Regions from separate parts of the Mus musculus genome. Here regions 1, 2, 3, 5, 6 and 7 are each linked to region 4. The links are chromatin contacts, called in public HiCAR-type, HiChIP or PLAC-seq and capture Hi-C maps. All regions are on one chromosome and are shown on one strand. Each heading gives the region's core, a stretch centred on a gene start, on an enhancer-like site or on the middle of the called end of the contact. The rest is flanking DNA. Distances are from core to core; before and after follow the strand shown.

Region 1 (3,833 bases), core at 1,055-3,554, 270 kb after region 4:
TCACTACTCTTATCCACTGAGCCATTTCTCCAGTCCAGCCGTCAGGTTTTATCTTCTGAAAGGGAAACAGGATCTAAAAGCCACCCTAGCACTGCAGCTAACTATAGTGGTAATTACCTAAATTTAAAAGGCGATTTGTTTCTTTGAAATTAGAGTCAGATCCGCCTTACCCATCTGTGCAGTGGGTGGCAGCTTCTTCCAGCTGAGCAATTTGAGCATATTCATAAAGCAGGGGAAACCAAACTGAATAACAGCACGGTGCTCCGGGCTCCTCTCCCTAGGTCTCCAAACTGCTGGCTTTTCTCCTACAGCACCTCTCCCTACCTTCATGAACCTGGGTCATACAGTGGGCAGGGTCTCTCTGGCAATATCACCAGTGCTGTCACCACCACACTTGAGTTTCAGTAACCATGCTGGATTTTATAGAGAAATGGGCTGGGAGCGGCTTCGGCTTCATCCGCTCAGGCAGAGTGGTTGGCTCTGATTCCATAGATTAGGTTCTGAGCATCAGTCCCAAGGATCATAATTACAGAAAGAAGGTTGTTACCCAACACCTTAAACATCTCTGTGTCTGCCAGCCCCAAGCCTGAAGCTCAGGGTGTCACCCGTCAGCTATAAATCTAAGCTCTGGGTATTAAAACCAATGCAAGCTCGAGGAGTGAAGACTGGTCGGGTAAGAGATGTGGACCCAAATGAACAACGCTTTACTTCAACCTTTGCATTGGAGAGAGGAGACCCTGCAGCCTGGGGTGATGATGTGAGCCAGCGGCAGGCCTCTAGCTTCACCACTCAGGGCTTTACCCTATGCCCTGTGCTCTCAGGGGCCAGGACTCCCAGACTGACCTTAACCTAGCAACCTGCCCCCCAAGATCCATTCTCTGCAGAAAGACAGGGGGAGAGGGGTTCAGGAGTGATGGGGTACAGAGAGAACAGAGAGGCACATCTAGCCTCAGGCAGGGCAAAAGTCGGCCATTCTAAGCACACTAGTTCACTTCTGTAAGCCATGGTTTCCAGGGGTGAGCATGCCTACCTGTGTTGGCTGCATAGGATGGCTACGGAACAAAGGAGACCATGCATGCAGAGCCCTCTACCTCAGAGAGCTCAATCCCTGATGCCTACCTGAGTCACAGGCAGGATTATTATTCACTCAGGAAGCAGGCTCCTCATCCGATTGATAACAGCACCTGCCTTAGGGACAGGGGCAGGCGAGGAGCAAGAGGACGAAGAAATGTAACTCAGGCCCAGAGTGTCTGTCCTGGACTCCAGTCTCTAGGCAATGGACTGCTGACTCTCTGAACCACTACAGACAGTCTTGAGGGGGTTGTCCACCGAGCGCTAAGGTGAGCCAGTTGCAGGAGTCGGGATAGAGGGATGCTGTACACTCTCCCCCGCCTGGGTATACTTGGGTGGCACCACCCTGGAAACTGTCTCTGGGTTTCTGTGCGTGGGGACAGGGTGGCTGAAGACCTGGAGGCTATGCTCTCACAGAACCCAGGCTACAGGGATTGCCTGGCCAAACCACCGGGAGACAGACAAAAGCAAAAACTGTGGCCAGAGTCAGATAACCACTGCCTCACCTCTTGGCATAAAGAGCTTTGGATAAATTAAAAGTAGAAAACATCGAGGGACTTGCTAGGGTCCCTAAGGGTGGGTGGTAGAGCCAGAGCGGTAATGGTGTTTAATGAGCACGTATTAAGTCCTTTGCCTGCTATGCCTTATTTAATCCTCACATTCATTTTATGAGGCATATCCTCATTCACAGGAGACCCAAAGGCTTACACTTGCTCCCCTCACACCGCCAACAACCAGGAAAAGGCTGACAATAGAAGCTGTTCCAAGCCCGCATCCACTGCACCACCCAGCCTCCTGCTGCCGGCTCGCAGCCCAGCTTCCCCGGTGCGCGGAGTCCAGAAAGGACTCCACTTCAGTCCACATAGCAATGTCAGATCCGAACTCGGACTTGAGCTACCTGCAGGACGCCCCCTGTACGCCCCTTCCCCCTAGGCTTCCTAGAGGAGCCGAGGCGAGTGACGCCCAGTCGCCCCCGCGGGTGGCCCGCCACCCCTCGCGCGGGTCCCGTCCCCATTACAGCGTGTGGGCAGCGATCCAGCAGCAGGCGGCGCAGATCCACAGGCCGAAGGAGATGCAGACGCGGCGGCGGGCGAAGCAGCGCTCCAGGTAGTCCCAGTTCAAGAGCGGGGGCGCGGCGCTAGCCCCCTCCTCCATGGCACGGCCGAGCCTCCGCCGACCCCGGGGAAAGTTCCCGGACCGCGCGGCTCCCCAGCCTCGCCTATTGTGGGGCTCTGCGGGGTGCAGGCTGCCCCCTAGCGGTAGAGCCGCGCGCGGCCGCTGCACAAAGGAGGGCCCCGCCAGCACCCAGTCCCTTTGCGGGTTCGCCCGGTTCCAAAGCCAGACAATACTCTGGCGCGGACCAGCGCTAGTGGGGGGATGGAGGGAACCCCGAGGAGCGTTGTCCCTGGTTGAAAAGATGCAGCACAAAAGTGTGGGGTGGGGGACGGATGGGGTACACATCGCCTCTGCTTCCTCCTTCCCCTCTGCTGAAGCTGTCAAGGGCACGCCTTGCGCCACCCCGGCCAGAAAGGGGTTAAACTTGAAATGTGCCGCTCCCATCCAACCACGGTGCCGCACAATTCAGGTACATGGATGGTTTTTCGCTAAAGGAAACCATTAGAATATTTTCAAATTGTCTTCGATTTCAGTAAGTTTGCTTAGAGCACAGCTTGACGGTGGCTTCACTGTTTATTTACTTTTGAGGCAGGGTTTTGCCACGTGGTCCAGGCTAACCTGGAGTTCACTGTGTAGCCCTGGTGGGCCGCCAACTCAAAGACTCTTCCCGCTTCAGCCTCCCAGGTACTGGGACTGTGCAACAGCCATCCACCTTGATGTCTACTGCAAAGAAAACGCTGTGGTCTAAATGATCACACGCACTCCAATTCCATATATTTAAACTTAGCCACAAAGCCAGGAGTGGTGGTGCACACTTTTAATCCTGGCACTGGGAGGCAGAGGCAAGAGGATCTCTAGGTTCAAGGCCAGCCTGGTCTACAGAGTGAGTTCTAGGACGGCCAAGGCTACACAGAGAAACCCTGGCTACTCGGGGGTGGAGTGGGGTGGGGTGGGGTGGGGAGGGGTAGGGTGGGTGTGTAAGGGAGAAACATAACCACCAACTTGGTAGTATCACGAGGGGCGAAAGTGTTTGCTGCCAAGCCTGAAGACCTGGGTTCAATCTAATCTTCCATCTAATGGAAGAGAGGAAATAACTGACCACACATATTGTCTGAACTCCACACTTGAATGCACACATACAAACACACACAGGCATGCACACACACAGACACACATAGGCACATATGTGCAGCTGTCAGTGCATGACGGTGTAGCCATATCTACTACATCCCCTCTGCCGTCACGGACTGGAATTCACCCTCTGCTCCCTGGAGCTGGGACTTGGAGCAGAGAACTGAACCTATCTTTAAAATGTTCCTACTTGCCTGGCAGTGGTGGCACATGCCTTTAATCCCAGCACTTGGGAGGCAGAGGCAGGCGGATTTCTGAGTTCGAGGCCAGCCTGGTCTACAGAGTGAGTTCCAGGACAGCCAGAGCTACACAGAGAAACCTGTCTTGAAAAACAAAAACAAAAACAAAAAAGTTCCTACTTAAAATCCAGACAATGGCACCTCCCTTTGTCCTCCTGTGACACTAGAAACCCTGAAGTTCAAGCAGTGACACAAACCACCAATGGAAGTTAATCTTATTGTCATCCTAAGGAAGTCGGGCTCTAAGACAGGGAAGAAAACTCAGCTGATGTGATG
Region 2 (3,406 bases), core at 645-3,144, 510 kb before region 4:
TACTACACCTACGCTAACTCAGGTGCCTCCCATATCTCAGCAAAGCTATGCCAGGGGAATTTGGACTACCTTCCTTGACACTAGCCCCTTTGTACATTGTGTCTTTGAGACAGGCAAAAAGGTCTCCATCAGCCAACCCATGTCACTCTTCAGTTCCCCATTACTCAGAGGGACCCATCCGGCGTCCGAGGGGACAGCAGGCACTGGTATCCGGAGTGATGCTTAAGCTCCTTTCTCTCCACTCCAGGTATCGTGATCTGCAGACGTAGTGCTGAGCCCTAGCAGACAGTGCTACCTCGTGCCTTCTTACTGCTGGTTCTTGACTGAGCTCTCCCTCCACCTGCAATGCCAGCCCTGTTCTCTCTCTGGCCTGTCTTGCAGCCATGCAACCAGGTAATCGCCACATTGGGAAGGCTGAGACAAAAGGGTTACAAGTTCAAGGACAACCCTAGCTGTGGGGCCATGATGGGCAGCTTATTTTGGTTGAATGAGGCTTGCTCCTGTGACCCAGTAAAAAACTCTACAAGGGATGGAAAATCGAGTCACGTTCCACAGAGCCCCCACTACCCGCCGAGCTGGGGTCAGTGGCTTCCCACAGCCAGATACCCACTCGGGGCTGCGTGGAAAGCGTGCGGCAGTCTTTTGGCATCCACCTGCCCAGAGCACCGGAACTCTGGCGGGACATGGGTTTTCTCCCACTCCCCCTTTATTCCCCCATGCTCCCTGCCCCACACTCAGCAACACAGTCAGGACCTGGTTTAAAACCAAACAAACAACAAACCAAAGTGTGATCCAATAGTATTCTTCTGATGGGATTTTCAGGGATTCTTCTCTAAGGCCATCCCCTGCACTGAGGCAGCCCCACCTCCTGTAGTCTCATAACACGGGGGCATCCATGAACCTACGTGCATGTTCTTATGGATGTCTTCGGCCGCTGCCTCCCTCTCAGTTCTCCAATGCTAAGTTCTTCATCTCAGAATTGAAATTCCTACCTGTGGCTGGAGCGGCTGCCAACAACATAAGCCACTTCCTTCTGAAGCTGCTATTTCCCAAAGGAGCATATTGTTGTGTTCTATAAAAAAGGAAAAGCCGGAGATATGTTTGGTGGAGGTGCAGTATGGCGTGGGGGAAGGGGGTGCCTCTGCGGGCCCATGCTGAGGCATCCCTTCCCTCTGAGGGACCAGCTGTAAGGTATAGTACAGTATTGTATAGAATAGAATTTATTTAGGGCATTGGGGAGGGGAGTTGAGAGAGAGAGAGAGAGAGAGAGAGAGAGAGAGTAGAGGAGTAGAGGCCAGCCATGAGCAAGTGGAGAGGGGGGAGGGGAATGAAGGGGGAGAGAAGGGATTAGGGGGAAGAGGGGAAGAGAGCAAGAGAAGAGAGTAAGTGAGGAGGGGGCAAGTATCCCCTTTTATAGTGAGTCAGGCATACCTGGCTGTTGCCAGGTAACTGCGGGGCACAGCCTAGAAGGAATGCCAACACTTAGAGGAGAGAAGACAGGCAAGTGCAGATGAGATGAATAAACCTCTCTGCTGGAACCAACCAGTTCCTGGGGGCAACTCTACAGAGCTGCGCTTGCCGCCCTCACTATACTGATAAGGCCTCAGTGTTCCCTCAGAGGATGGCATGGGGACCAAGGGAGCTGAGGGCTCTGCCCAGCTCTCTGGAGCTCAGGCCCAGGGAAGACACTAAAACACTCCCCTTCCTGCTCCGGAGGGGTTGGTGGCCCCTGAGGTCAGAGGAGGCCCCTTCCACCTCAGGCCTGCAGAAGGTCTGTTTCCACAGCTTCCCACTCATACCAGAGACCCCGGGAGGAGTCTGTTGTTACCCTGGTCGCCCGTGGTGCAGGCCCTCCCCATTCACAGCTAGGCCTGTTTGAATAGGAAGCCAGGTGTGGGTGTTAGCAGCTCATTAAATTACAACAGCAGGAGGAGAGAATCCAGGACTCTGGGCCGAGTGCAGTCTGGAGGCTCAGCCCCAGCTCCCATGCTGGCTCCTCTCCACAGCCAATTTGTCTGGTGGCTTCCTGTCTCCATCTTAATTTCTTCCAGTGACAGGAACTCACCACCTCGAGCTCCTCCTGACCTACCTTTTGGACTTCTCTGACAAGAGGAAACACTAAACATTTTTTTAAATTCAGATTTTATCTATATATTTTTTAACATTTTAAAAAATATTATTCTACTAGTTGTACAAAATAATAAAAGTGTGAACTTTGAAAGGCCACCGGCCTCCAGGCTCCTCCCCACACCACACAGTCCACATTTAAGAGTCAGAGTCACAGGGAGCAAACCCAGGTCCTCGCCATGACAGTCCCTCAGGTATGCACCATCAGCTCTCCGGGCCCCCCACCCCCAAGCCTTTTCTTCCCCAGGTCAAAGGGCCTCAGCTCCTAGTCTTCTTCCCGGAGTCATGGTTGCCGGTTCCCTCAGCAACCGCCCCGTGGTTGCCATGTCTGTCCTCTGCAAACTGTTCCCAGCCCCGGGGATTGAGACTTGGAGATTTGCAATGCCCTCCAGAGGGTAGGACTCACACTGAATCTACTTGCTAGGGTTTTGCCTTGACAAATAGACCCTGGCTTCCAGCTCACTCAGCTGCAGTCTCAGCAGAAAGGACCAGTTTTTTTTTTCCAAGCACACGCCTTAGGGATGTTGGATGCCGAGGCCATGTCCGTGACAGGAAGCAGAAGGAAGAAGGAAGGTTATGCCCTCTGAGAGGATCTTTAAAGGCCCCAGCTATCACTGTCCCCAGCGCCATGCTACCGATAGCAGAAGTTCAGTGGGAGGAACCCACCAGCGAAGGCGTCTTGCAGCATCTGCAATGGGCTCTCTGCTGCCCTTTACAAACCGAGCTTCCCCTTTTCTCATCGAGTCCGGCACAGGAGTCACAGCCTGACCTCATCTCTGTCTTCACACGTGGCTCAGATAAAGTGTTTAAATCAGTTTGGAGACCTCACTCTTCGATTTAGGATTCCCATGTGTATGAAGGACATGTTCAAGCCTAAACGTTGGCATCTGCCTTCCTGAATGTGGATTCTTTTCCTGGAGACCTGTGGCTCCCATGATGCAGATAGCTGCCTACGGCTCTGTTCCGGACTCGTCTCTTTAAGGTGATCTGCCCAGAGGAGGAGCAATTGAAGGAGGCCTCACAAACCCTGGAGACAGGAGTATGTGACAGGCTGTCCCTGTCTACAAGCCAAGCTTCCCAGACTGCCATCTGTCCTACTTTGGTTTTCTTCCACTGTGATAAAAACAGTGACCAAAAGCAACTTGTGGGGGCAGGGGCGGGTTTATTTCAACTTTTGGCTTTAGTCTATTAAGAAGGGAAGTCAGGCCAGGAACTCAAGGTGGGCACCAGGAGGCAGGAGCTGATGCAGAGGCCATGGAGGAGCGCTGCTAACTGACTT
Region 3 (3,893 bases), core at 978-3,477, 370 kb before region 4:
TTGTCAAAGACTATTCTTAGACAGCAAACGTTCTTTATTTTTTTCCTTTTTTTAAAATTCCAAGAAGACACAGATTTAAGGGTCTGTCCCAGATGTGTCTACTAGGAAGACTACTAGAAATCTCTACTAGGAAGCTGTGGAGCTCTACTGCCTGAGATGTTCCGGTAAGTCAGAACCTAGGATTTACACCCACAACAAAGCAGATTTCAAACACCCACTCCTCACTGCCCTCCTGCAGCTTTTAAATGACGAACGAGGGCTGGGTTTGGGGGGTGGTTAGGTTTTTTTTTTTTTTAATTAAAGATATTTCTCACTATTTGCTCTTGACAAGTAAAAAAGGAAAGCATTTCTCCTATAAAGGAGACCTCAAAGGAGTCTGAAAAGACAAGCATCTACATTTTGGTTTTCAAACAGCTATGTTTGGTCTACTACAGAAAAAAAAAAAAAAAAGCCAAGCAGTGGCTTTAATCTGCCACTTGGGAGGCAGAAGCAGATGGATCTCTAAGTTTGAGGCCAGCTTGGTCTGCAGAGTGAGTTTTCGAAGAACAGAAACCCTGGAGGGAGGGAGGGAGGGAGGGAGGGGGGGAGGGGGGGAGGGGGGAGGGAGGGAGGGGGAGGGGGGGAGGGGGAGAGAGAGAGAGAGAGAGAGAGAGAGAGAGAGAGAGAGAACAAAAATATTACTTTGAATTTTTTTTGTCTAATTTCTTTTCCTCAGTAACTCATCACCAGCTCATATCCTCCACACTTGGCTATTCCCTCTCATTATCCCATCACCTGAGTAAGGACAGCTTCCTGACAAGTTTTAGCCCAGGTCCCTGCAGAGCACCTCCCAGCAAGAAAGTGACTGTTCCAGAAGGAGACTGAAAGCTGAGAAAGAATGACAGCAAAGACTCAACAACCAACCAGCCAGAGCAGAGCCCAAGTTCTCACGCCCAGGGGCTCAGAAATGCTGCCACTGCAGGAGATGTTTGGAAGGGTCACAGACACGGTGGCCCTTCCTGGGGGACAGGGACTGGTGTTCTCTTCACGCCTTTGCAGAAAGTCTGTCAAGAAGGTGAAGCAGTTACTAGACTGAGCGAGTGTGATGGAGAAAGAATTCAGGGCCCAGTGGCAAACATCAGGCTTTGCCAGAGATCAAGTGGTGAGTCACCGGGTAACATCAGACTGAGTTATGGGCAGAAAGAAATCTAACAATGCTCTTTGGTTTCAAAATGCCAAGCAGCTGGACTCTGGGTCCTATCATTTATGCCCCAAATCAGGGCACTTTTGAGAGAAAAAGGGGTGGATGTCAATTATAATTATATTGGGGGAGCCCATATGAGCAGGGACTGTCCCAGATTAATGTGTTCATGGCTGCCCCTACTTACAGTCTCCCCTCCAAAGCCAAGGAATCAAACGGTAGCAGCCCTCAGAATCTCCTCCAGACAAAGCTCAGCTGACTTCTTGCCTGCAAAGAGGCAATCACAGTGACAAAGGGTGGGCTCTGGGGGAATTCACATAATTGAATAGAATCAGGAACTGGGCAAGCTGCTCTTAGAGCTCTTAGCATGTCTCGTAGACTTGTTAAATGTTATGAAATTGAAGGTGGTGAGATGCATTTGCAGAATCTACATTTAAATTTAAGAATAGAAAGAATGAGAGGGGAGGGAGGAGAGAGGGGGTGGAGAACAAGACGGAGTAATAAAGTTAGTCACACAAAAGCAGGGACTTCTACTTGGGGTAAGGAAAGAGACCAGCAAGGGAGAGAAAGGAGAAGTGGGGAGGGAAATGGAGAGATAGATAAAAACCAAAAGTATAATGGCATGTATGTGTCACCATGTCATGAAGTGCATTATTTGATGTGATAACTAAAAATTAATTTTTAAAAAGATGTTGAAAAGTCTATTGGGCTGTTTCTCATCAGTAAACATCAGTTCTTCCCAAAGCATTTAACCCCATGAGATCTTTGTCCAGCAGACCCATCTAAACCTTTGGAGGCAAAGTCCAGAGTGAAGGGCTGGGCATGCAGGCCTTAGTGTCCCACAGGTAGAAGCCTGCAAGGCACGTGAGGCTTCAGTCATTGTTCAGGAGGAAGGAGCAGATGTTCATTTCGGTGAGGTAATGGAGCAACCTGCCAAAGCACAGCCAGAAGACTTGTCGAAACAGGTCTGCAGCCTTTCCCACGCCAGGTGCAGGGAGCCTTTGAGTTCGTGCTAATACACTGGCTGGCTTCCCCAGCCCAACCAATCCATTACTCACGTGAGAAGAATGTTCACTGCATAGGGAGGAAGTGGGAAGCCCGACCACAACTCAACTCACACACAAAGAGATCCTCTGCTTCTCTCAGCAGTGACCTAAGGCATCCAAGCAGCCAGTGCATCTTCAGGATGGTCCCCAGGAGAATTGGGCAGTACAGTCATAGCTAGTCCCTAAACAATTGGGGTTATGTTCTGGTAGAGAGCTGTGGCAAGGAGGATGTCTTAGTTAAATTTCCTGTTGCAGTGACAAAATGCCCTTGACAAACACAACTTAAGGGAGAAAGGGTTTATTTTGTCTCACAGGCCAGGATTTAGTCCATCATGGGAGATAAGCAAGAGCCTGAGGCTCTGCTCACATTGTGTCCACAGTCAGGAAATGAGATTGGTGAGCACTTGTGCTTGGCTTCCTCTTTTTCATACAGTCAAAGATCCCAGCCTAAGGAATGGCACCGCCCACAGTGGACAAGTCTTCCTACCTCAATTAACCTAATCGAGTTAATCCACCACAGGCATGCACAGAAGCCCATCTCCCAGTGATTCTAGATCTGTCCAAGTAGACAGTTGAGATTAACAATCATAGGCATGTTGGGTAACCACGGAGACCAAGAGTCAGACCAGAGGCTACAGGCTGCCACCGGGTGTGTGGTGCAGTCATGTACTCAGTGAGCCTTGGGCATACTGGAGTCCCAACCTGCCTCATGAAATCTTCCCAGGGCATGTCCTTATAACTGAGCAGGGGTGTCCTGAAGACAGTCATGGTGAAGGGTTCAGACTTCTATGACCCCTCATGGGAGTTAAGATGCCCCTCCCTTCCTCCTCCTGCACCTGACTTGTACCCAGCTGTTCCTTGGCATCTAAACGCATTGGTACTCTCCTGTTCCCTTGTTTCTCTAAACCCTTACTTTTGTTCACATCACCCTTGCCTCCTTTGAAAGTGTTAGATGGTTATACCCATCTGAGAGGCCACCTGCTCAGCTGAGAAGGATGTGCCTAACCTGTCTCTACCCATGCTCTCAAGTCAAGCCTTGGCTGAGTGGCTGTGTTACCTTGATTGGCACCAGTGATGCCATGGAATGTCTTCACCCATGAGGAGATTCAGAAAGCCTGAAAGCAGGAAGTTGTCCCGTCAATCTGTTTGTCCTCAGTGTTTGTGCTAATAATGTCTGTCATCTGTCACATAGCCACTGTCCAGCTGTTGTGGAGTCATGGGGTAGCACAGAATTCTGTAGGGTCACTTTCATGATTTGTTTTCCTGAGGCCTCAAAATCTGAAGCTTGAAAAGAAGGGCACCAAGAAAATGTCTTTATGCTAGAGTCTGAAAGACAATAGTCAAAATAGTCAAACTACAGAAATGGACTGAGGACTTTATAATCATAGAAGATGGAGGGGGGAGGAGGAGAAAGAGGAGGGGGGAGGAGGAGAAGAAGAAGAAGAAGAAGAAGAAGAAGAAGAAGAAGAAGAAGAAGAAGGAGGAGGAGGAGGAGGAGGAGGAGGAGGAGGAGGAGGAGGAAGAGGAGGAGGAGGAGGAGGAAGAGGAGGAGGAAGAGGAGGAGGAGGAGGAGAAGGAGGAGGAGGAGGAGAAGGAGGAGAAGGGTGGAGAAGAGTGGAGGAGGAGGAGGAGGAGGAGGAGGAGGAGGAGAAGGAGAAGAAGAAGAA
Region 4 (3,531 bases), core at 300-2,799:
CTGGTCCTGAATCTACTCCAGATGTTCAGGCGATGCAGAAAAAGAGACCTGCTTAAGGAATTTCCAAGTCACAGAGCAGGGACACCCACACATCCGAGAGCTGCCTGCAATGGGTAGTGCCAGCTAGAAATCCCTGGCAGGCAATGCTCAGCACCTTGAGTTCTTGTGTTATCTCAGCAGTCACGGTCTGCCCTAGGGTAGTGCATTTGGCCCTAAAGGTAGAGCCGCTCAGGTTGGAGGGTCCCGAAGGCTCTCCTTTTCCACAGCTCACTCCTCTTCATTTTGGGCAGAGACACAGATAAGGGGTGAGATTAAAACCCACCCAGTTTGTGCGTGGTAGTATATGCCTTTAATCCTAGCACTTGGGAAGTAGGGTAAGAGGATCTCTGTGAGTTTGGGGCCAGCCTGGTCTACATAGTGGGACCCTGTCTTAAAACCAAACAAAACAAACTCACCTAGTCAGCTGTGGTTATAGCTAAGTAGTAGACTGCTTGTTTAGCATGCTTGAGATCCTGAGTTTGATCCTCAGCACCAAAATACATACAAATAAACATACATACATACATACATACATACATACATACATACATACATACCGACACCTGATTTTTTTTCTTGGTTTTTCGAGACAGGGTTTCTCTGTATAGCCCTGGCTGTCCTGGAACTCACTTTGTAGACCAGGCTGGCCTTGAACTCAGAAATCTGCCTGCCTCTGCCTCCTAAATGCTGGGATTAAAGGCGTGCGCCACCACGACCAGCGAGACACCTGATTCTTATCACAAACCTACCTCCAGCATCTCCCTCCCAAAGGCATCAGCCCTGGACCCTGTGACACATCTAGATGATCAGAATGGGATCATCTAAGCTACACACAGAGTTAGAACCTGGACACTTAAAACTTCAACTGGGTTCCAAATTGGCACTCCTGACTAGAGACTGCATATCCGCCTGAGTCCAGCAGTATAAATGTAACACTGTAAATCTACCACAAGTAGAGGGCCGATTTCTCCCAGGCAGAAACCTTGTGAGTTCACCATCCTGGACAGATCTATATGCAGAGTCCCCTTTAAGTGGCTACCTCTGTAGGCTCAATGGAAATGATACAGGTTCCAACAGCCAGAACCTTAGAGAAACTCCTGCCCTTGTGGATCTGGTCTCCCGGAGTAGGTAAACCGGGTGCTTCAGTTAACTTTCAACCAATTTCCTGCAGGTCAAAAGCTCTCCCCGCTGCACTCCAGGCTCACTTCACAGACCATAAAGTCAAGGAAAGCGAAACAGGGCATCAAGATTCACAGCTAGACACTAGGACCGGCTCACCCAGCTCCTGCGCGGGCTGGACCAGTCCAGGTCCTCAGAGCATCCCAGGCACGCGCCAGCCCTGCTCCTTGTAGAGTCTCGGGATCCTATCGTCAACCGGGATGTGGGGCGCGGCCGGGATGGGGGGTGGGCGGGCACCCACTTACCAGCAGCTCCACGAGGCTGCCGGGTCAATAAGAAGGAGGCGGCGAGGAGAGGAGGCGGAGGACCGGACCGGCTCAAGACTGCAGCATGAGTGAGGGCCTTCTGGGTCCTCCCTGTCATTTAAACAGCCCCTCGTGAGTCACCGCACGGGGCAGTGTCGGCCTGCGGGGCGGGGCAACCTCTGGGAGCATCATCAGGGAATTGTGTTCAAGTTGAAGGGGCGTTCATCGACTGCACTTGAAAATAAGTTTCTTCTTTGCCTCTCCTTCCCCATCTCCTTCGGACTCGCTGTGTCCAGTGTGACACTGGAAAGGGGTTTTCTGCCACCGCAGTAGGACTGAGTAACTGGGACCCAGCTCTTGCCTTAGGCACCAGTTCAGGTTGTGATTGAAGTCGGGCTTTCTGTGACCTTTTAGTCCACTCTCTGCTTCCTTCTCCATCCCCCTTCCTTTTCTCCCCCAGCCCCGAATTCTAAAATTTGTATATAGAAATAACTCCAATTTTAGAGAAAATATGCAAGAACATTATAAGGCACACTCGAATGTGTCATCCAATTCAGCCACTGCTAATATTTTGGAAAAGGCATTTAAGTTCTTAGGAAAAATATAGTTCCCTCCACCATATCTCTTTTAAAAGTAGCATTTCATGTCCCTCCGAGGTTATCTTCTGTACCTATGCTGCTGCTCCTGGGTGCGTGCAGGATATGTTCCTGGGCTGTGAAGGTGGTGACTGAGAACGAGGGCTTGTCTGCCTTTCACCTCTGTACCACAGCATGCCCTGATTCCCTACCTTCCCACGGTCCCTACCCCAGTAGGAAACCAGGAGACCATGCTGGTTCTATTCAAAGTGTCCCAGAGAGAGCCGGAGGAAGAGGGTAGAGGAGTCACGGCTGGGGAGGGGGCCGTCAGACCTCTGCTTAACAAAGCATTTAAAGGTTGTAGCTGCCTTGGCTCCGTTTACCTTCTCCGCCTAGTGGCCAGAACAATGCCTGCACCCACCGGGCAGCTCCTGGAATGCGAGAGCCTTAATTAATGTTTGCAGGGCGCTTTGAGATCTGCGATGAAAGGAGAGACATAAAAGTGCAGTGTTATTACTGAGACAGTCACTTGGTGGCTTACCGTGGTCAAGCCCTGCTGCCTGAATCATGCCTTGCCGGTGTCACCATGAATCACAGCCAGAAACAAAAGTGCTCTGGCTATTAACCGAGGAGAGCGCTGCCGCCACACCCCAGTCCCAGCTCCCCCACCTTAGCATCCTATCCCACTACGATTCCACAGAAGAGCATCTTCCTTCTTGCTGTCAACCTTTGGAGCCTCCGCATCTTTTGTTTGTTTGTTTTTTGTTTTTGTTTTTGTTTTTGTTTTTTTGAGACAGGGTTTCTCTGTGTAGCCCTGGCTGTCCTGACCAGGCTGGCTTCAAACTCAGAAATCCACCTACCTCTGCCTTCCAAGTGCTGGGATTAAAGGCGTGTGCCACCACTGCCGGCGGCGTGGTCTCCTGGTTTCCTACTGGGGTAGGGACCGTGGGAAGGTAGGAATCAGGCATGCTCAGGTTGTGGTACAGAGGTGAAAGGTAGACAAGCCCTCGTTCTCAGCCTCTACATTTTGAACCCAGGGCCATCAACTTCCCACCCATGGACCTCCAAAAATAAGACTATTTCCCTTGTCCTGTATTCTTCCTTCATTTCCTACACACAGTTACTGCGCTAGGCTGTCGTTACTGTGCTGGGAAGTCAACACTGGGAACATTTAAGGATGGCCATTCACAGAGCACAGCTGTAAGATGGGTGTCCTGAAGGACCTGTACCACAGTTCCGTATTGCTTTCTCTACATCTTACCTTTCCATCATGTCACAGCGATGGTCAGAGCTAGGTGACACCTTCTGTGGAGTTTCCCAGTGTTTTGCAGGATAAGACGGCATCATAGACACAAGCGGTGAAAGCCAAAAGTATCCCTAGACATTGCCAAATGTCCCCTTCTGTTGGGAAGGGTGGAAGCGAGCTATTGGTCTATCAGTAGTTCTCCATACTGCAAATGAAGAAATTATCTCCAATGCAAGGCCCAAGCCAG
Region 5 (3,554 bases), core at 550-3,049, 300 kb after region 4:
CTCTTCTAGAATGTACACAGGCAATACCTAATCCTAGCTAAGATGGGGGCACAGCTCAGCAGAACACTTGCCCGTTGCTGTCAACAGTGTCGATATCCAACAACGCAAAAAAACAAGATCAAATATTTAAATGAACAGTTTCTTACCTCAGCAAGGGCACGCCCCCTTTATTGAAGCGAATTTTATTGTGTCCTCATTTTACTATCAAGGAAACTGAGGTTTAAATAGGTAAAATAATTTACCTATTGTTCCAAACTAAGTACTGATGAAGAACTAGAACCCAGACTGTCTTGACTCGGCTGGCCAATTAAAAATATTTCATAGGGATCTATGAGAGAGAATATTTTAAAGCCAAGTGTGGTGGTGCATGCTGTCATCAAAGGAGCAGGAGTCTCAGAGACCACAAGTTTAAGGGCCATCGTGAACTGTGTAGAGATCTGTTTCCCCACTCCCCTTAGTCTCCTCTGCCCCAAATCCCAAGGGCTGGGAGACTGACTTGCCTGGAATGACCATTAAAAAAAGAGCTACCTGCTAATTGATTTCTCATACAACCCTGAGTTTGGACAGGCGGTGGTGGCGCACGCCTTTAATCCCAGCACTTGGGAGGCAGAGTCAGGCGGACTTCTGAGTTCGAGGCCAGCCTGGTCTACAGAGTGAGTTCTAGGACAGCCAGGGCTACACAGAGAAACCCTGTCTTGCAAAAAAAAACAAAACAAAACAAAAAACAAACAAAAAAACCCAAAAAACCAAAACAACCCTGAGTTTGATATATACCATCCCAAGTTATATGCTTACTACAGATACAAACATAGTTTTTTTTTTTTTAAACGAAATTAAGGATTAAAAGCTTAGGATTAACAAATATCAGGATATGAGTTAGAATTTCTTTAGATTAAAATTAAACCTCTCCACTATTTCCCGAAGGCCAGTACATTGAGAGTAGTATCAAAAGTCCAGACTTGAACACTGAGAAAGAAGCATGTGTGTCTTCCTCAGAGTTTGGAAATGGGACGATGTAACGGACACGCACCAGGGACAACTTCAGCACAGGATTTTAGTGAGGACTCGGAATGTCCTCAAATACTCTGCTGGGATTAATTTCTATACTTCATTTACTTTTTAAGGCTACCACGATCTTCCCTAAGCTTCTAGAGACAATGTCAATTTCTTACGATAAACCCCAAGGGGGCAAAACAAGGCAAAGCAGAGATCGCCTCTAACGGAACCATCTCTAGAGGATCGATTCTCTGGGCAACTAAAATCGGAAAGTTTAAAAGATCCAAGCATGGTGGCCACGGCTTGTAAACCCAGAACTCTCCAGGCACAGGCACGAGGAAGGCAGTCCTGAGCCAAACTTGGCTGCATACGGAGACTTTGTTTCAAAATTTTACGATAACAAGTTATCTTCTTTATAGAAATATCCAAGAGCGCCCGTGGCTTCTAGAGCATAACTCAAACACAGTGAAACATTCCAACACGATGGGTTCTTCCCATTTTCATTACACACTAGTCCTGTATCAAGCCTCTCTGCGCCCTGCTGGGGTCTGCTTCCAAACCCTGTTCAGGCGCGACTTCTGGCTCCAACTTTTGTAGCATGGAGGCACTCAGAACAAGACAGAAAGACTATGGAGAGCACAGATTTCCTTACCCAGGAGTCAGTATGACGGTGGCTGCGGCTTCGCTGAGTCTGCTGCCGGATAAGTACTCGGCCCAGGGACCCACCACCCGGCGCTCGTCTCCGACCCATAACCACGCATCAACAGCACAAACCACTGCTCAGCACGCGAGGCTTCCGGTTTCTCCGGCTGTGAACCCGGAAGTGATGTAAGAGCGAGCCTAAGTTGTCCAGTCCGGAAGTGTAACAGCGGGGTATTGAATGACTTGTTTCAGAATGATTTTGGTAGATCCCAAGTTTGACAATATTATAGAGAAGAAATGTAAAATTTTTTTCTCGGTGATTCCTTATGGCTACTCCTACGACTGTTTCCATTTTGATACACTGACCGATTTAAGAGAATGGTACATTCCAGACTTGTACTCCACTGTTTAAAGTCCGGCGGGAAATTGGGACAACTGGAAAATATGTCCGCTCAAGTTCACGGGACTAACTCCATCTTCCCCGCGGCTTCCGTCAGGAAGAGGAGGGGACTCCGGTGAAAGAAGAGTGCTTCTGTGGCTCTAGGTGGCAGAAGGTTCCCGATGCTGGTTTTTCTGCTCAGCAATTAAATCGATTTTTGTTTTCCTAGTATTCACTAGTTGCGGAGCAGGGAGAAAAATTCACACATGGGTGAGAGTTTAGAATGGGCAGTTAAAAAGCATTTTCAGAACTAGAAAGTGAAAGCCGGCGGCGTTGCGCTTCTGCTTTCTGGAGCAGAAAAAAAAAAGTTCACATGTTCCAGTGAGCATTGTATCAACATTTTTTATAATTAAAGTTAAAGCGAAAATAGTGATCTGGCTCCACTAATAGATATTCAATGCCCCAAACCAATCATCGGCTTTCCTCGTAATGTGTATATATAAAAAGTCAATTTAAGCCAGGCGTGGTGACACACACCTTTAATCCTAGCACTTGGGATACTGGATGGCAGATCTCCACAAAGAGAGCTCCAGGACAGTCAGGGCTACACAGTGAGACCCTTTCTAAAAAAGAAAAAAGAAATCAGTTTATAATCGACTGTGTTGAATAACATCCTCATTGGGGAGACCACGGTAACATGCTGCTTAGCCATGGAAGTAGTTTTCACCGGCTATAGATCAAAGACATGCTATGAGTTAGGAGTCTTGTTACACTTCCATTATTATTGAGAGTACTCGGTCATTGTTGCTAACTTGTTTGATTAATCTATGTATAATAAAATATTATAACTAAGTGGCACATAAACATGTATATATACACATATATGTGTATCTATGTATACGCACGCGCACACACACACATGCATGCCCACAATATTTTTACTTGTCAGTTAAAATAATTACGAAAAACATCAGGAAGGCACCTAGTCTGTTAACTTTTCTAACTTTAATGTGTACAGAAATTTCCCAGGAATAACCTTAACAGAATGACTGATTCATAAGTTCTGGGTGCTGTGTGTGTGTGTGTGTGTAACACGTTTCCAGGTAACAAGTAACAAGAGCAGCCCAGCCCGTTCTTTTCTGGTGCCGATGAAGACGCTGCAGTGGACTAGTTAGCAGCCAGCAGAACTGGGACCACACCGCTCACCCATTTCTGACTCTTTGCCCACTTCCTTTTTGTGTGCCATACCTCCACTAGACTCTTGCTTAATTGGAGTGAATTTTGTGGAGCTCCCAAAGGAATGACAAAGTCGGTGGCAGTTGGAAAGTCTTTGGGACGGCAGTGCTCACAAACCAGAGAAGGAATGGACGAGAACATGAATTCTCTGTTTCCCAGCATAGAAGCACGACTGTAAAATCTCTGAACACACTCTCCAGGAGGAAGATAGAGAGAAGATACACAAATAGAATTAGAGACAGCATCTGTTTTTGTTTTTTTTTTTTTATGCAAGAGCAAGAGAAATTTTATTTAATCCAGC
Region 6 (3,618 bases), core at 1,010-3,509, 400 kb before region 4:
AGACAGTCAAGGATACACAGGAACACTGTCTCAAAACAAAACAAAACAAAACAAAACAAAACAAAACAAAACAAAACAAAACGAACAACAATAAAGAATATAATTGGCTATGGGGAGCCAGAGCCACCCATGGAATATGTTTTTTCGTTTGTTTGTTTTTATTTTATTTTGTGTTGGCCAGTGTACCTCTGAACTCTGGAAAATTGGCTCTAGAAAATAAGCCAGGACCTTCATAGACATGAAGAGACAATGTAGTTGGGTTAGAAGAGGGCAACCTGCCCACTGACCGGTAGACTGAAGAGCTCAGAGCTGGAAGTCAAAAAGGTCCTAGCAGAGACCTGAGTAACTCGGCAAAGTTATCTGAGCCTCAGTTGCCTCCTCTATAAAATGGGATGAATTCTTTCACTGTTGTCAGACCAAAGACACTAATTGACAGTCTAGCAGTCTACAGCTGCCACACTTCCTACCATAAGCAGCCCCTCCCCCGTGCCTTGAAGAAGGTTTTCTCAGCAGCCCCTGATTCCAGGTGGGCATGGAAAACAACCACCCGAGAAAAGCCGACCTGCCCAATATGCTCAACCTTGACTTTACAGAAACCACAGGAGCTGTACTTGAAATGTGCCCAGAGGAGACAGTGCTGTGGTACCGGCTGTGAAGACCGGAACATCAGGCTCAGAGACAAGTATGTTCGGATGATTTACAGAGCATGAAGAATGTTAAGCAGGTATCAGCAGTTGCAAAGGGACAGTTGATGACAGCACATGGCACGTACCTTGTTTCTGTCTTCAGTTAAGGAGCACCAGGCTCAAGCCAGGGGCCCTCAGGCTGATTCTGCCCTTTCCTGGCTCTGGGTCTCTGTCTGTCTGTCCATCACAAGATGAAGGGACAAGTGGATTTTGAATGACTCCTACCCCCCTTCCTATCCCCAACTCCTGACAGGCTGAACTGTTCCAGAAATCAGTTTAGTCTTCTCCAGTCTGTTCATGCAGGGAGCCTGACTTCAGAAATGTCATTGATGAAGTGAGTCTGGGGAGTGGCCCGAGAACTGAATTTCTAAACGTTACGCCTTGGCCAGATGCTTTAATCTGCCTACAGGCAGGCAAAAGTGGCATTGGTAGGATGCCAGGGTAATGACTGAGTCGGGTCAGCTTTCTGCTTCCTCTGCCCACGGGAAGGCTTTGCAAAGGGGCCCGGATCAGAGCCACATGGGAAAGGTCTCAGAGGGTGAGAATCCCAAGCAAGACGACCATTCCCAGGCACAGCGCAGGGCACACTGTACTTGTTGGAATGTAGAGTAGGCTCCTGCCACCGATAGTTCCCAGAGCGTAGAGTGGTTTAAATTCCACAGAAGGGTTGGCGAGATGGCTCGGTGGTTAAGAGCACTGGCTGCTCTTCCAGAGGACAGGGGATTCAATTCCCAGCAACCACATTGCAGCGGACAACTGTTAACTCCAGGTCCAGGTGACCCAACCTCTCACGCTGACATACATGTAGGTAAAACACCAATGCACATAAAATAAAAAATAAATTTAAAAAATTCCAGTTTTTTTTTTTTTTAATGTGTACATACAGGAAGGGTGGGACTGTCTCAACTCCTTGTGTGACAATTTTCAGCTGGCTGGACCCTGCTGCTTTTAACTTTGGGCTGCAAGTTGTTGGATCTCCTCCTATGCACACCTTTTTTTTTTCTGCTGTCACCTGGTGACATCTAACTTGAAGAAGGCCTAGACAGTCTAGTTGTATGTCCAGGAAACCAAAGCCATTGTGTATGCTAGGGAACTGCTGGATACTTCCGCTACAGTGTGATTCATCATTCCCCCAAACACTGTTTCTGGACACCTCTGAAGGAGACGCCACCAGTAGCCCCCCACGCAGAGCACACAAGGAAGAAAAGGAGTTGCTGTTATCTGGGAGTGGCCTCTGAGGTTCTTTTTTTTTTTCCTGGAAGCCAGCTTCACTCTAAAGAAGTAACAAAGAAACCAGAACCCCACTGTGAAAAGGGGCCTCCACCTCTCCCACTGTGGCTTGCAAGGAAGCAGACATGAAGGTTAGGAGTGACTGACTCCCACAGACAAGTCTCAGGCCTCCCAGTGTGAAGTGTGGAAAGCCCCTGGCTTGCCCTAGCATTGCCCACAAGCATGGGTGCCTCCTCCAGCCCCATCTCAGATCTTCTCTCTGGCAGGCACCGATGCACAGACTCTTCACACTGCCTGACACCTCGGCTCTGTGCCCGACCTGTGGGCCACTTTAGGCTGGCGCTGCTGGTAGGGAGCTTGAGCCTGGCCCAGCCCAGTGGCTTTGAAGGGATTTCATCACCCCGACTGTGACTTGGCCAAGCGCCTGGGAGACTGTGGAGCATCGTGGCCCCAGGCTATCTGCTTTCACTGGGAGAGGCCCTCCTCTCTGAATAGAAGAAAACCTGGATGAGGCTGGGTTCCCCATCCCTGCAACCTAAGAACTACCCCCAGGACCGAGCCATCTACCTTCACCCTACTTTCCCAAGAGACAGAGACAAGATGAAGGGCCAGAAAATTAACACGGGGACAACTTGTTAATGATTTTATTGCAGGTTAAATAAAATGTCACAAATAAAACTACAGGAGACCTTTTTTAACCTTACCGGCTGTAAATACTCATTAACTCAATTACTATCAGCAATTAAGGCCAGTTTGGGAACAGTGGCCTGAGACAAAAAAGACATTATCATCCTGGGAAATGAATCCAGAATAAAGGGAATTTATTCCACCTTGGCTAATGAGCAGCTGTATAGGGATGGAAATGAAGGCCTTTGCCTCGGAATTGCTTTTGACCGTTGGGGGGTTGGGGGGGGTAGAGAAAAGGTTCGGCTCTACGTAAAGCTCTTGGAAGGACATTAGGGACATTGTTACAATGCAAATGAGGAAGGCCGTTGTGTTTGGGTGGTTTATGGGTTTAGTAAAAGGAGTAACATTTCAATTAGTGGGGAAGGAATGAGAACCTGCCTCAAAGAGGCTTAATTGGCGACTTGGCATTCCCAGGGGACTTTGAAGTAGCACCCGAGCAGGCAGTTTTCAGAAATGGGTGGAGAATAGAATACAGCAACTTAGGTCCCAGGCTGGGGATGCTGGAGGCAGATGGAGATGCTGTGAAGGTACCATCCACAGCACTAAGCAGATGCCAGCCACATGCAAGTGCCAGCTTTAGCTCTTGGGGCTCCCGGATGGTGTCCCCCATGCCACCTCACCCAGCTCCCCTGACGTCTCCAGGAAACCATCTGGCTTCAAGGGCTGTAACCCTAACCTCACCACTATGGAATTCCTTTTTTTTTCCCCCCTCCTCAAGAATCCCTTTTGCTTTGAATTGAATTCCTGACTGCACAGGGTTATGGGGGAGGGTGTACTATGGCAAATGAAGTGTAGTGGTGTGTGTGTGTGTGTGTGTGTGCGCACATGTGTGCATCTCTGTGTGGGTATGTTTGTGTGTGTGATCACACAGATACAAGTAGGTTCAAAGTCGGCAGGATCTGAAGACTGAGAATTCAGTGCAAATTCCTCTCCTTTAAATAGGTGGTACTGAGGGCTCTTTTCAACCTGAGAGACTACAAAGGTACCTGACCCGTGAGATGCCTTGATGGTTTCT
Region 7 (3,861 bases), core at 858-3,357, 270 kb before region 4:
ACATGCTTGCCCCTTGATGCTTGCTAGTTCTGGCCTCTATTTATGCCCATATTTCTGGCACCAAGCAGGCCAAACACACATCGGCTTCAGCATCTGCTTCTTGGAACCCACCTAGGTCTACTGCTGTGGACTGAACTCTCTCCTGAAAACACAAGTCAAAATCTAACCCCTAACGTAACAGTATTCGGAAGCAGATCTTTGTAGAAACCGTTTGAGGTCTTAAGAACAGTATCCCCCATCTAACAGGGCTAGTGTCCTTATAAAAAGGCATGATCGAGCCCTCTGCCATGGGAGGACACAGAGAAAGTAGCTGCTGTGGCGACAATTCTGGAATTTCAGATTCTTTAAATAACACAGAAATGTTATGAGAAAGTGTTCTTGTTTTAATCCCAGTGTGGGGCTGTGGGGCTGCTTCAGATTGTCTGCAGCAGCTGACGTGATTTCCTCGTGCCCTAACAGAGGCACAGTTTTGCCAGCTGCAGACAATTTCTGCAGTTGTGTGACCTCTGGAATTCTGGGAACTTTTCAGAGGGTATGTAAATGCTAGAGCCACAATAGGCAGGGTGGGTGGGGTTTTGGATGCAGTTTTCTCATACTCAGAGAAGAAACAAAAGGAAAGAATTAGATTCAAGGATCTCTGTCTCCCCTTTATCCTTTCCTTCTTATCTAGTGATAGGTAGTGAAAAGGGGGTGGAGGAATAAAGGATGGGAAAAAGAAGAATCCACAAAAAGCGAAGACTATCTACAAACTGCCTATAAGCCAAGGAAGAGGGACTTCAGGGGAATTGAGTCACCTGTGCCTTATTCTTTGACTTCAACATCCAGAACTGGGCGTCAGTCAATGTCTGCCGCCAGTCTATGGTATTTTAGCAATTGTATATGGATTAATGACAGGGATCTCTCACTGACCTTATCATTATGGGAACTTCATAGAGTGCACTTATACAAAGTAAGATGGGTAAGGTGTCACTAGATGACATACTCTTTTGAGAACCACTGCCATGATGCATCCTGTCGTTAACTGGAGTTTCATTATTCAAAGCTTATAGCGCACCAAATACCACCGAATGCATTCTTTTCCCCCTTTTTTTCTTTTCTTCTTCCTCCTCCCTCTCTTCTTCATTAGATTCCCCAATAGAAAGCAGAGGCTGGCCTCAAACTTGTGATCTTCTTGCTTCCTACGTGCTGGGATCATAGGCCTGTGGCACCACACCCTACTCAGATTTATGTTCTGCAGGTGAGGGGAGAGATTTGAGATGGCAAGATTAGCCTGACCGAGGTCACATGTCTGGGCAATGAGGTTCTGAACCTGTGATAAATGGTATTGACAAGTGTTCATGTGGGGGTGCACTCAATCTGCAGAGTGGCTGTCACATGCAGAATTCAGTGTTGTTCATGGGGGGGGGGGGGTACATAGAAGGGTAGCCCGTCTTTGAATAAGAAGTTGCAGGAGAGAGAAAGACTAGTTAGGCAGGCCATGACCGGTACAGAGCGGGGACAGAAATCAAGTGCATGGGGACTTCAGGAGAGGCAGCTGTTGAACTGGATTAGGTTAGCCTGGGAAGAACCACAGAAGTGAGACCTCATCGCCCACTGTGAAGAACAGGCAGGGAGAAAAAACAGAAACAGATCATGCTGGAGGAGAGCTGGGTACAGCAGAGACCCCACCCAGGTCCCGAGCCTCCTACGGGGGTGGCATACACACACACACACACACACACACCTCGACCCCTCAGAAAGCAGCAGAGGCTGATGCTAGGTGAAGACCCTGGATCCCTGGACCCCGAGGTTTGCCCCCACCCCCATCTGATTTCGTCCCAACTGCCCTGGAAGGCAGCGACACCACAAGGAGCCTTGGCTGAAGAGACACTTGGCCACGGAGTGGAGAGCCAGGCTCGGAACAAGGTGCACTGCGCTGTCTCCAGTCTTGCATGGCTGCCACCCAGAATGTGACTTTGCCTACATCTCCCTGCATGGCTAGGCATTGGAAACCTTGTCCCTGGCTGACTTCTGGACCCATGTGACTCTCATCCAATGACTAGAGGGGAGGCTGCCCCCGCGTTGAGGTGCAGGGCTCTTGCCTAGCTCTCCGGGGGAAGGGTCAGGCAGAGTGGAACCTCCTGTTCAGGGCTGGCAAGGTCCAGACTGGAGCTGTCACACAACCCCATGAGGTCAGTCCCCTGCATAGCCCTCAGTTCTCTGGCCCTTTCCCGGAAAGAGGTCACCGCCCAGGAGCTCTCAGAACAGGGGCTCTCTGTGTCTAAGGCCGGCCTGGTGGAGCAGGAGGATGCATAAGGCCAGCGGGGGCAAAAGAAGGGCGTGCTGGGCCACTCGCTGCGGGTGGCGCCGCAGCCCCGGGTCGCCGGCAGGGACCGGCGTGTGGGCGGAGAGGCGGCGCGCGCTCGGAAGTGGCCCCGGGCGGCCTCCCAGGCGGGCGGCTCCTGTTTCCCGGCTCCCGGGCGGGCGGGCGCGGGCCAGCTGCTGGGAGGTGAGCGGAGCAGCGTTTTCCCACAGTCTGGGGCGGTGACACATGGCGCTCACACATTCCACAGCCGGCGGCCGCGCCAGGCCTGGCGGTGAGTCAAGGCAGCGCGGGGAGCTGCCGAGAGCAGGTTCCGACTTTGGCACCCGGCGCGCCGCCTTCCCGCCTTGCCCAGCCCGGCGGGGGCGGAGGGGGGAGGGGGACGCCGGTTAACCCTTGGCTACCTAGGCGTACAGCAGCAGAGGCTCCGATGCTTGTCCATTGAGGGGGGACAGAGGGGTGGGGGATACATCACCACGGCGGATACCTACACACCCTGTGTTCCTTGTGCGTTCTTTGCTTTTTTTAGACCGGGGGGGGGGGGGGGGAGGGGGTATCTGTAATCCAAACTAGTCTGAATTCATTGTGGCTTCAAACTCCTGGTGATGCTCCTAGTTACAAAGCAGAAAACCAGAGAAGTTGCTCGTTAGAGACGGTGCCACTTCTGGCTTTTAGATTCAGACACGAACTGCCAGAAAGACTGGAGGGGTGAGGGGAAGGCTTTTATCGTTACTGTCCCTTCATCTAGAGTCTCGCTTCTGAGTCTGACCACTGTGGCCAGGCCCAGCTCCCGTGTGTTTATTGACTGGATCAAAAGTCTAGGTCGCAGTTCCTTCTGGCAGTCGTTGTACAGATAGAAGCAAACAGCTGGAAGCCTGCGCGGACAAATGCACACCCACATAACCACACACTTTAAAAAAGGCGGGGGACTGTGACTGTGGTGGGTGTTGTCCCCATGGGAAGGCTGAGCACTCCAACCTTGGCTTCCCTTGGGCGTGTGTGAACTCTACATGACTTCTGCAGCTGTTGCTGCGTGCATCCCCACCCCGATCTGCATCTACCTATTCTGAGACCACACAAGCCCGCAGCTTTCATCAGACTTGAAGGTCCCACAGACCAAGGTTCAAAGTTCGCGCTTTTTTTTTTTTTTTTTTTTTGAGTCAGGGTCTTACTAATGTAGCCTAGGTTGACCCTGAAACTTACAGGAGCGTGCCACCACACCCAGCACCTGGTTTATCATTAAAGAGACTTAGGTGAAACCATCTGCCAGAAGTTTGGGACCTGTAAATGTCACCTCGGTGTCTAGATGTAGTTCAGGTTATCCCACACACACAGCCTTTGCTCTCACTACCCCATAGCACTCACTTGTGAGCCCCCCCCCCCCCCCCGCCCCCGGACCTGCCCAATCGCCATTTGCATCTTCCACAGCTCAGATTCTGTAGACCCTGGTAGGACTTTTCGAACTCTTCTTGGTTGGGGAAATAAACCACCCCTGCCCTGTGACTCAGTCAGTTAAGTGCTCAGTTATGCTAGTGTGTCAAAGGACCAACCGAGATGTC

The links. HiCAR-type assays count read pairs that join an accessible place to other places. HiChIP or PLAC-seq counts read pairs in DNA pulled down with a chosen protein or histone mark. Capture Hi-C pulls out chosen DNA fragments and counts their contacts.
Region 1: a contact with region 4 is called in a FOXA1 HiChIP or PLAC-seq map of pancreatic cancer cells. The contact joins the promoter of Tmem44 here to the promoter of Lrrc15 in region 4. A contact is called at or near these places in 6 of 39 promoter capture datasets (the 3T3-L1 cell line, 3T3-L1-derived adipocytes, the HPC-7 cell line and 2 more), 1 of 15 datasets of contacts at CTCF or cohesin (the NIH/3T3 cell line), 1 of 484 Hi-C or Micro-C datasets (embryonic stem cells) and 6 of 115 datasets of contacts at active chromatin or transcription factors (embryonic stem cells, extraembryonic endoderm stem cells, pancreatic cancer cells and 1 more).
Region 2: a HiCAR-type map of embryonic stem cells shows a contact between it and region 4, with 2.9 times the contacts expected there. The contact joins the enhancer-like site here to the promoter of Lrrc15 in region 4. A contact is called at or near these places in 4 of 39 promoter capture datasets (cranial neural crest, liver, pre-B cells and 1 more) and 2 of 115 datasets of contacts at active chromatin or transcription factors (both in embryonic stem cells).
Region 3: a FOXA1 HiChIP or PLAC-seq map of pancreatic cancer cells shows a contact between it and region 4. The contact joins the enhancer-like site here to the promoter of Lrrc15 in region 4. A contact is called at or near these places in 4 of 39 promoter capture datasets (embryonic stem cells, hematopoietic stem and progenitor cells, hippocampal neurons and 1 more), 2 of 115 datasets of contacts at active chromatin or transcription factors (embryonic stem cells and pancreatic cancer cells) and 1 of 9 other capture datasets (embryonic stem cells).
Region 5: an HNF4G HiChIP or PLAC-seq map of pancreatic cancer cells shows a contact between it and region 4. The contact joins the promoter of Lsg1 here to the promoter of Lrrc15 in region 4. A contact is called at or near these places in 2 of 115 datasets of contacts at active chromatin or transcription factors (large pre-B cells and pancreatic cancer cells).
Region 6: a FOXA1 HiChIP or PLAC-seq map of pancreatic cancer cells shows a contact between it and region 4. The contact joins the enhancer-like site here to the promoter of Lrrc15 in region 4. A contact is called at or near these places in 4 of 39 promoter capture datasets (hematopoietic stem and progenitor cells, hippocampal neurons, liver and 1 more), 1 of 115 datasets of contacts at active chromatin or transcription factors (pancreatic cancer cells) and 2 of 9 other capture datasets (adipose tissue and liver).
Region 7: a capture Hi-C map of macrophages shows a contact between it and region 4, with 2.9 times the contacts expected there. The contact joins the promoter of 4632428C04Rik here to the promoter of Lrrc15 in region 4. A contact is called at or near these places in 4 of 39 promoter capture datasets (hematopoietic stem and progenitor cells, hippocampal neurons and liver), 1 of 115 datasets of contacts at active chromatin or transcription factors (pancreatic cancer cells) and 1 of 9 other capture datasets (macrophages).

Annotation. Positions count from the first base shown.
Region 1 is chr16:30,548,274-30,552,106 of GRCm38.p6, forward strand. Tmem44 (transmembrane protein 44) reads right to left here and starts at 2,305. Exons shown (of 11, transcript NM_001384248.1): 1 at 2,090-2,305. The coding sequence starts at 2,226.
Region 2 is chr16:29,770,002-29,773,407 of GRCm38.p6, forward strand. No RefSeq gene overlaps it. Among named protein-coding and RNA genes, the nearest start is that of Gm46567, 42 kb to the right of the region's middle. Within about 2 kb of position 1,895, at least 58 of the 459 cell types and tissues checked have an H3K27ac peak or open chromatin away from gene starts, as enhancers often do. A contact at or near this core is called in embryonic stem cells and stem cell-derived epiblast-like cells, where this site is marked.
Region 3 is chr16:29,909,149-29,913,041 of GRCm38.p6, forward strand. No RefSeq gene overlaps it. Among named protein-coding and RNA genes, the nearest start is that of Gm52263, 22 kb to the left of the region's middle. Within about 2 kb of position 2,228, at least 67 of the 459 cell types and tissues checked have an H3K27ac peak or open chromatin away from gene starts, as enhancers often do. A contact at or near this core is called in pancreatic cancer cells, where this site is marked.
Region 4 is chr16:30,281,705-30,285,235 of GRCm38.p6, forward strand. Lrrc15 (leucine rich repeat containing 15) reads right to left here and starts at 1,550. Exons shown (of 2, transcript NM_028973.2): 1 at 1,464-1,550.
Region 5 is chr16:30,585,790-30,589,343 of GRCm38.p6, forward strand. It overlaps Lsg1 (large 60S subunit nuclear export GTPase 1), which reads right to left and starts at 1,800. Exons shown (of 14, transcript NM_178069.5): 1 at 1,649-1,800. The coding sequence starts at 1,747.
Region 6 is chr16:29,880,517-29,884,134 of GRCm38.p6, forward strand. No RefSeq gene overlaps it. Among named protein-coding and RNA genes, the nearest start is that of Gm52263, 6.3 kb to the right of the region's middle. Within about 2 kb of position 2,260, at least 133 of the 459 cell types and tissues checked have an H3K27ac peak or open chromatin away from gene starts, as enhancers often do. A contact at or near this core is called in pancreatic cancer cells, where this site is marked.
Region 7 is chr16:30,006,560-30,010,420 of GRCm38.p6, forward strand. It overlaps 4632428C04Rik (RIKEN cDNA 4632428C04 gene), which reads left to right and starts at 2,108. Exons shown (of 3, transcript NR_033631.1): 1 at 2,108-2,171.